Linked DNA regions of Ovis aries: region 2 is linked to region 1. A link is a contact called in public Hi-C data. All regions are on one chromosome and are shown on one strand. Each heading gives the region's core, a stretch centred on a gene start, on an enhancer-like site or on the middle of the called end of the contact. The rest is flanking DNA. Distances are from core to core; before and after follow the strand shown. Region 1 holds the start of MRGBP (MRG domain binding protein). Region 2 overlaps SLCO4A1 (solute carrier organic anion transporter family member 4A1).

Region 1 (3,248 bases), core at 372-2,871:
TAGCTCCACCCTGACACTGGGCACAGAGGTCGGCTTAATACTCATGGGTAGAGACAGTCCCACACAAACCTGGTGAAGCAGACAAATGGGCAGTACCCAGGAGGCTTCATGTAAGAAAGATGTGGAGAAGGCAGTTTCCTTTTGCCCAGATCATCCAACCTGTCTTTCTGCATCGAGTCTGACTGAAGATACACATTCTAGGATCTGCCTGGAATGAAAGGAACCGGGTGTCTGTGGACCACAGCTGCTGGCTGAACACAGCTCAGCTACAGTGGCCACCAGAGAGAACGAAAACACAGCCCAGCACCCAGGTGACCCCAGGCAGGAGGAAGAGATTGCATGAGAGGCACAGATGGGCTGAGGCTGTCTTGTGGGCATCAGGGGTAGCTTCCTAGAGGAGGAGGCTCTCCAGATTGAAGAAGGCAGGAATTGGGTGGGGATAGAATGAGCAGAAGGTGGACCTGGTGGAGGAGCAGGGACCCTGAAGTGTCTGGGAAGTGTAGGGAGATTAATGATGAGGGCCACTGTCTGTTAGTGCTTTCTGTGTGACAGAGCCCGAGTGAAGTGGCTTTGGGCTGTGCTCCATTCCACCTCACAGCAAGCCCTGAGGGGAGCCCCACTTGTGGGTCAGAGAGAGGAAAGAAGCACAGGCCCAGCAAAGTCACAATGTCCCTCCACATCGTGGCTCCAGGACAGCCGGTGGCACTGGGTCACTGAAATCCTCCCTGGGCCACATGTCCCCACTCTGTGGGGACTGGCATCACCAGCAGCGCTCTTCACACAAGGGAGGACAAGACTGAGTCCCCACTGTTCCGGGGGTGAGGCTGGCCAGAGCGGTTCCGAATGCCGGCTAAGAAGCGCGAGCGTGTGCCCAGGGCACCCCAGGATAAGGCGCCGCCGTTAGTTGCACTGCAAGGAGGACACCTGCGGCCTGGAGAGGCTCAGCGTTTTGCCTGGCTCACACGGCTGGCAAGCCGCAGAGCCAGAAAGGGACCCGGAAGGCCGACCCTATGTCTACACCCAGGGGGAGACGAAGAGCAAGAGCGCTCCTCGCCTTGGGTAACCGCCCGGAGCACCGCGTGGGCGTGGCCTGACGGAGAAGGGCCGGGGAGAAGCCCTCGGGGGCGGGGATGGGGCGGGGCGGGGCGGGGAGGAGCCGGCGGTCTTGATTGGGCGCAGCTTTGAGCTTGTCACCTGACTGCCCAGGCCGGCCGCCCCATTGGCCCCGCCCCTCCCGACCAGGGTTAACCCCCAGGGCCCAATGCTGGTCACCCTGGAGGCCCCAGGCGGGAAGGCTGTACCCCGACGTCCCTGCCCCGGTGTGCAGGAGCCTCTCTGTGCAGCGCTCAGGCCAAGGGTCAGCTGGAGGCAGTGGAAGCCCTTGGAGCCCCCACTCGCAGGAACTGTAGGTCGCCTGTTCTTTTTCTTCTTTGCTTCTTACTGAGGTGCAGCTTGCAATCCCGCCATCGTAAGCGCAGAGTTCAGCGGGGTTTACCCCGAGCTGTGCAGCTACGGGCACAATCTAATTTAGGGCATTTCCATCCATCTACGCAAACCCACTCCTTCGCCTGATCCGCCTGCTCTGCCGGCGCTGCGCCGCGAGACCGTGCCGCCTGGGGGCGCGGCGACCCAGCGCTCAGCTGCGCCTGCGCCTGCGCCGCGGGAGAGTCCGAGAGCGAGCCCGTCGAGCGCGCGCCCACGCCGCGAGTGCGCCTGCGCGGAGCTCGTGGCCGTGCCCGCTCCCGCCCGGGGCTCGTCGCTGGGCGGCGGGGCCATGGGGGAGGCCGAGGTGGGCGGCGGCGGCGCGGCCGGCGACAAGGGCCCTGGGGAGGCTGCCACCAGCCCGGCCGAGGAGACGGTGGTGTGGAGCCCCGAGGTGGAGGTGTGCCTCTTCCACGCCATGCTGGGCCACAAGCCCGTCGGTGAGCAGAGCGCCGCGCCGGGGCGGCCCACCCGCGTGGGGGCGGGGCGGCCGGCAACGGTCGGGGACGCGCGCTGGGCGGGGCCTCCTGCGCTTGCACCCCGCCGACCGTGCCCTCACCTGCGCACCCTGCCCCCACCTGCGCACCCCATCCATGCTTCCTCCAGCAGTCCCCCACTCCTGCCCACGCTGCCCCCTTCTATACCCTACCCCCACCCGACTCTGCCCCCTTCCTGTGCCCAGCCACCCATCCCGGCTGACTCCAGCCCTCACGTGCACCCCCACCCCTGTGCCCTCGTTACACCTCCGCTGCACACCCCTGCCTTTTCCTCTCCCACCTCTCTCCGCTGCACCTCCTACCTCTTCCACCCTCCACCTTTGCCTCCCTACACCCTTGCAACCACTGCCCGCTCTCTCCCCCTTGCCCCCTACCTCTTCGCTACCCTACCAGCTGGCCTACCCCTCCCCCACAAGCCGACCCCTTCCTTCTGCAGGGGTGAACCGGCACTTCCACATGATCTGTATCCGAGACAAGTTCAGCCAGAACATCGGTCGGCAGGTCCCATCCAAGGTCATCTGGGACCACCTGAGCACCATGTATGACATGCAGGCACTGGTGAGCTGGACCCCCGCAGACAGAGCTGCTGGCAGGGAGCCCCCTCCACACCGCCTACCCTGCCTTTGTCCCCACCCCCCCCACCCCCCACCACCAACCACGTCCTACCTTGACATCCAGGATGTCCCACAGGTGACCAGTTGTTAAACAAGATAGCTCTGGGTAGTTTTATGAAAACACAAGCTTGGTGACAGTAGCTAGTTATTGCACTGAATCTACCTTAGATTTTGGGGGGGAGTCGAGGTTCAGTTAAGATCTTTCCAGGAGATAACTAGGGAGCTGAGGCCTGTGTGGGAGGGGGCTCTTAGGTTGTCAGTCCTGTGGAAAACTCCCGAGTGCTATAAGCAGGGAGGTGACCGGGTCTGAGTCACATTGAGATGAACATGGTGGTTTCTGTGAGAACTAGGCCAACCCTCAGGGAAGACCACCCTCAGGGAACCCCCAGATGCTGGGTCTGAGGGAGAGCAGGTCAACTTGGTAACCAGGACAGCAGAAAAGACAGGTGGGTGTTCCCTGCAGAGGAACAGCAGGAGTCAGGGCCCTGTGGCAGCAGGCGTCAGGACTCGGGGCTGCACCCGCACCCCACCCTGTGCCCCTCCCTCCTCCCTCCCTCCCACCCTGAGCTTCTAAGTGAAGCTCAGACCCTCTTGTGTCCTTAACCCTCACCACCACAAGTTCCCTGTTGGCCTTGGGAAAGTCGTTTGCATCTCC
Region 2 (3,248 bases), core at 416-2,915, 94 kb before region 1:
TGGGCGCTGGGGCTGCTGCCTTCCTCGTCGCTGTCCCCATCCTCGGCTACCCACGGCAGCTGCCAGGTGGGTGCTTCCCGCCCCAGGTGAGTGGGAGACAGGACACGCTGTCCCCTGCTCTTCCTCCTCCCTTCATCCACTGGGCGATGCTGCCTTCCTGCAGGGTGGCCCAACCCGTGAGCTTCCTCTATGCCTACCACCTTTACCCGCTCAGGAACCCAGGGGAGAGGCTTATTTCAATGGGAGAAGTGCGCCCCTTTCAGTTCCTTCCCTCTGGTCCCCTGTTGAGCCCTGCAGACTCTCTCCCACCCCCCTTCCCTGCCAGTGTGTCACTACGGTGCAGCTAGTGTCTGTCCAGGAGCCTTGTCTACCAGCTGGTCCCACACCCAGGAGAGGAACTGGGGCCTTGGGTCTCTGCCACTCACCAACACCCATCCTTTCAGGCTCCCAGCGCTATGTGGTCATGAAAGCATCTGAAACATACCAGCTGAAGGACAGTAGCCACAAGGTGACCAGCAACCCTGACTTCGGGAAAACCATCAGAGACCTGCCTCTGTAAGGACCTTGGGGGTCTCTCATCTGTGCCTGTGTGTCCTGCAGACCCATTAGGGTACTCCACATGCTGGGTCTTCACCCTCAGCTAGGAGAGTCCTGTGATCCCTCCAGGGTCATGTGGGAAGTCCACACCCCCTATACATCCCGTGACTCAGCAACCTTCGAGTTTTGGCTCCAAAACTTAGGCAAACAGATTAAGAAGCAGTAGACAGAACCTCCTGGCATGGAGCCACTGAGGGCCTGTTCTGACACCCCACAGCGCCTGCCCCCCACTACCCAGGCCTGTGGACCCAGGGACCCACACACAGGGGCCTGTTCATACTCCTGCATGGCAGGTTCTGGGGGCTGCGCCTGGTACCTCCTCGTGGTTACTAAGTGAGCCCCTGATGCTAGGGTGAGTTGTCCCGCAGACAGTGAGTCCACAGTCCTCAGGGAAGCTGCTGACCCCACCGCCAGGAGTCACCCTCCACCCGTCCTCTGCTCATTTCCCTGGGAGTCACCTGCATGTGCCCTCGGGGCTCCATGGGAGGGACCATCCAGCCTCTGCCTCCTCTGGGGCAGTGATGCCCTGTGTATGTCATGTGTGACCTGGCCTCACTTTGCGGACCTCACTGTGTCAGGACAAACCCAGCCAAGGCTGCTGGGATCTCAGAGGGACCGTGTTCGGGGGGGCTCCCAGTGGGCCAGGGCCTCTCGTCAGGGCATTCTGTGAGGGGCTCTCCCAGGCAGGGGGAGGAGGCGCTCAAGTTACCTGCCTGAATTCAGCCTCACTGAGTGCCCACCCGCCCCGCAGCTTCCTCAGCCCATGAATGTCCCCTTGCGGGGTGGATACTGTCAGCGGTGAGAATGAGCCCCCGATGTCTGTCTTCAACACAGGGAGGATGACGTGGGGTCAGGGAAACCCTGGGCTGCTCGCTGCCTGGTTAGACCCCCCAGAAGAGCCACCCACTCCGGAGTTGCCCCTGAGACTGGCAGAACCGCCCCAGGGCCGCACTGGCTGGGGACACGCTCGTCCTGTCTCCCAACACCACAGTGGAGCTGGGTGGAGGGCCACCCACTCTCTCTGAGCAGAGCCAGCACCACGGGTGTTAACAGCCTGGTCCCCATAGCCCCAGGGACAAAGTGCAGAGATAAGGAGATTTCTGCTCAGGCTTGGCTCCCTGAACTGGCTGCTGCTGATAAAAGGAATCCAGGAACATGGCCCTCTGTCAAGGTCGTGACTAGTTCTCTGAGCCAAAGTTCAATACAGGAATTTCAGCTGAGGAACCTATAGACAGGGATTAAGAAATGAGGAAGTTCACGTATTTCTGGGAAGAGTCACCTGGCCTGAGCCTCACTGAGCATCCCCATAGCCTGAGCAGGTCTGGGTAGGTCCGGGAAGGGACTGGTCACACCCAGGGCTTCCCAGCTACCATACACACAAACACACACAGAAGCACACACACAAACACTCACACATGCACACATAGGCACACACACACGCACACAGGTGCATGCACATAGGCACACACACACGCACACAGTCTAGTCCCAGACAGCCTCACCAAGACAGCATTTCCTCTGCATCTTATTTCCTCCATGTACGTGGGGCTCGGACAGTTGACCAGAAAGAGGCCTGGTCATAAGTCTTCTAGCCTGGACGTCAGTTCTAAAATGGAATCAGGCCTCTGTCTGCAACAGGAGGGAGACAGAGGCTGCCCTGAGGTTAACCTGAGCAGCTGCGGGGGTGGGGTGACTTCATTAGTGTCGATCTCCTCCCCCGGGGGCTGTGACCGCACTGCGAGCTCCTACTAGGCAGGATCCAATTTATTGTTGGCCTGTGTCCTCAAAATGAAGAGCATTTCAGCGTCAGGGTGTCAGAACTGCTTTGACAGGTGCACTGATGGCTGGGCCTGGCGGGGTTTCCCTCCTGCGAGGGTCACACTCTTGTCTGAGGGGCTGGTTCTCCGGGCGGGTCTCCTTCCTAGGAGTGTGACCCAGAGTGTCTCAGGGTGTGGGACTTCCCTCCTGGGAGGGTGAGCCGCAATGTCTGAGGAGCTGGCTCTGCGGGCAGGAGGCTCATGAGGCCTCAGCTGCAGACACAGAGAATAGGAGCAAAGGCGGCCGTCCTCAGCCGCTGTGACAGGCTCTGTCAACACAGCCATTTGTCACCAGACTTTGCCTACTTGTGGGCACCTGAGAAGACCCATGGCTCCAAGAGAAACTGCCTCCAGCCTGCATCACTTTATCAAGCCCCTAGTGTCACCCCACTAGCCACTGTCCCCCAAGTGCCCACCAAGAAGAGTTGGGAACCAGTCAAGCCCACCAGGGGCTCCTTGGAGGGGTCTCTGGCTCCAAACCATGGGTCTTCCCACCACCCCCTTTCACTGGTGGTGCTTGAGTCAGCCCCCCTGCAGGCCCTGATCCCCTCTCCCGGCGGCCACCCAGTCCTGGATGATGACAGCCGCCTGTCCCAGTCCCCTCTCCTGGTCCTCCCAGCTGCCCCCAGGGCTGATTCAGTAGCATCGTGATCCCTCGGGGTCTCTCTCCACACTGGAGCCAGACTCTGTGACCTCCACCTTTCCCAGCAAGCCACGGGTTCCAGATCCGGGCACCAGCACTCGCCTGCCCCACGCTTGGTTTCTCTGGAGTAAATGTGGGGTGTCCCCCGCTCTCCTGCACCCTGCCCACTCCTTCCTCAGAACCAGGGCTCC

Evidence for each region. A called contact is a pair of places that touch in the nucleus more often than the background predicts.
Region 2: a Hi-C map of omental adipose tissue shows a contact between it and region 1, with 2.3 times the contacts expected there. The contact joins the enhancer-like site here to the promoter of MRGBP in region 1. A contact is called at or near these places in 7 of 16 Hi-C or Micro-C datasets (hypothalamus, liver, mixed tissues and 3 more).

The regions. Positions count from the first base shown.
Region 1 is chr13:54,282,880-54,286,127 of ARS-UI_Ramb_v3.0, reverse strand. MRGBP (MRG domain binding protein) reads left to right here and starts at 1,621. Exons shown (of 5, transcript XM_027976970.3): 1 at 1,621-1,922; 2 at 2,416-2,537. The coding sequence starts at 1,775.
Region 2 is chr13:54,377,143-54,380,390 of ARS-UI_Ramb_v3.0, reverse strand. It overlaps SLCO4A1 (solute carrier organic anion transporter family member 4A1), which reads left to right. Exons shown (of 12, transcript XM_015099785.4): 4 at 1-66; 5 at 444-555. Among named protein-coding and RNA genes, the nearest start is that of SLCO4A1, 15 kb to the left of the region's middle. Within about 2 kb of position 1,665, at least 9 of the 54 cell types and tissues checked have an H3K27ac peak or open chromatin away from gene starts, as enhancers often do. A contact at or near this core is called in liver, where this site is marked.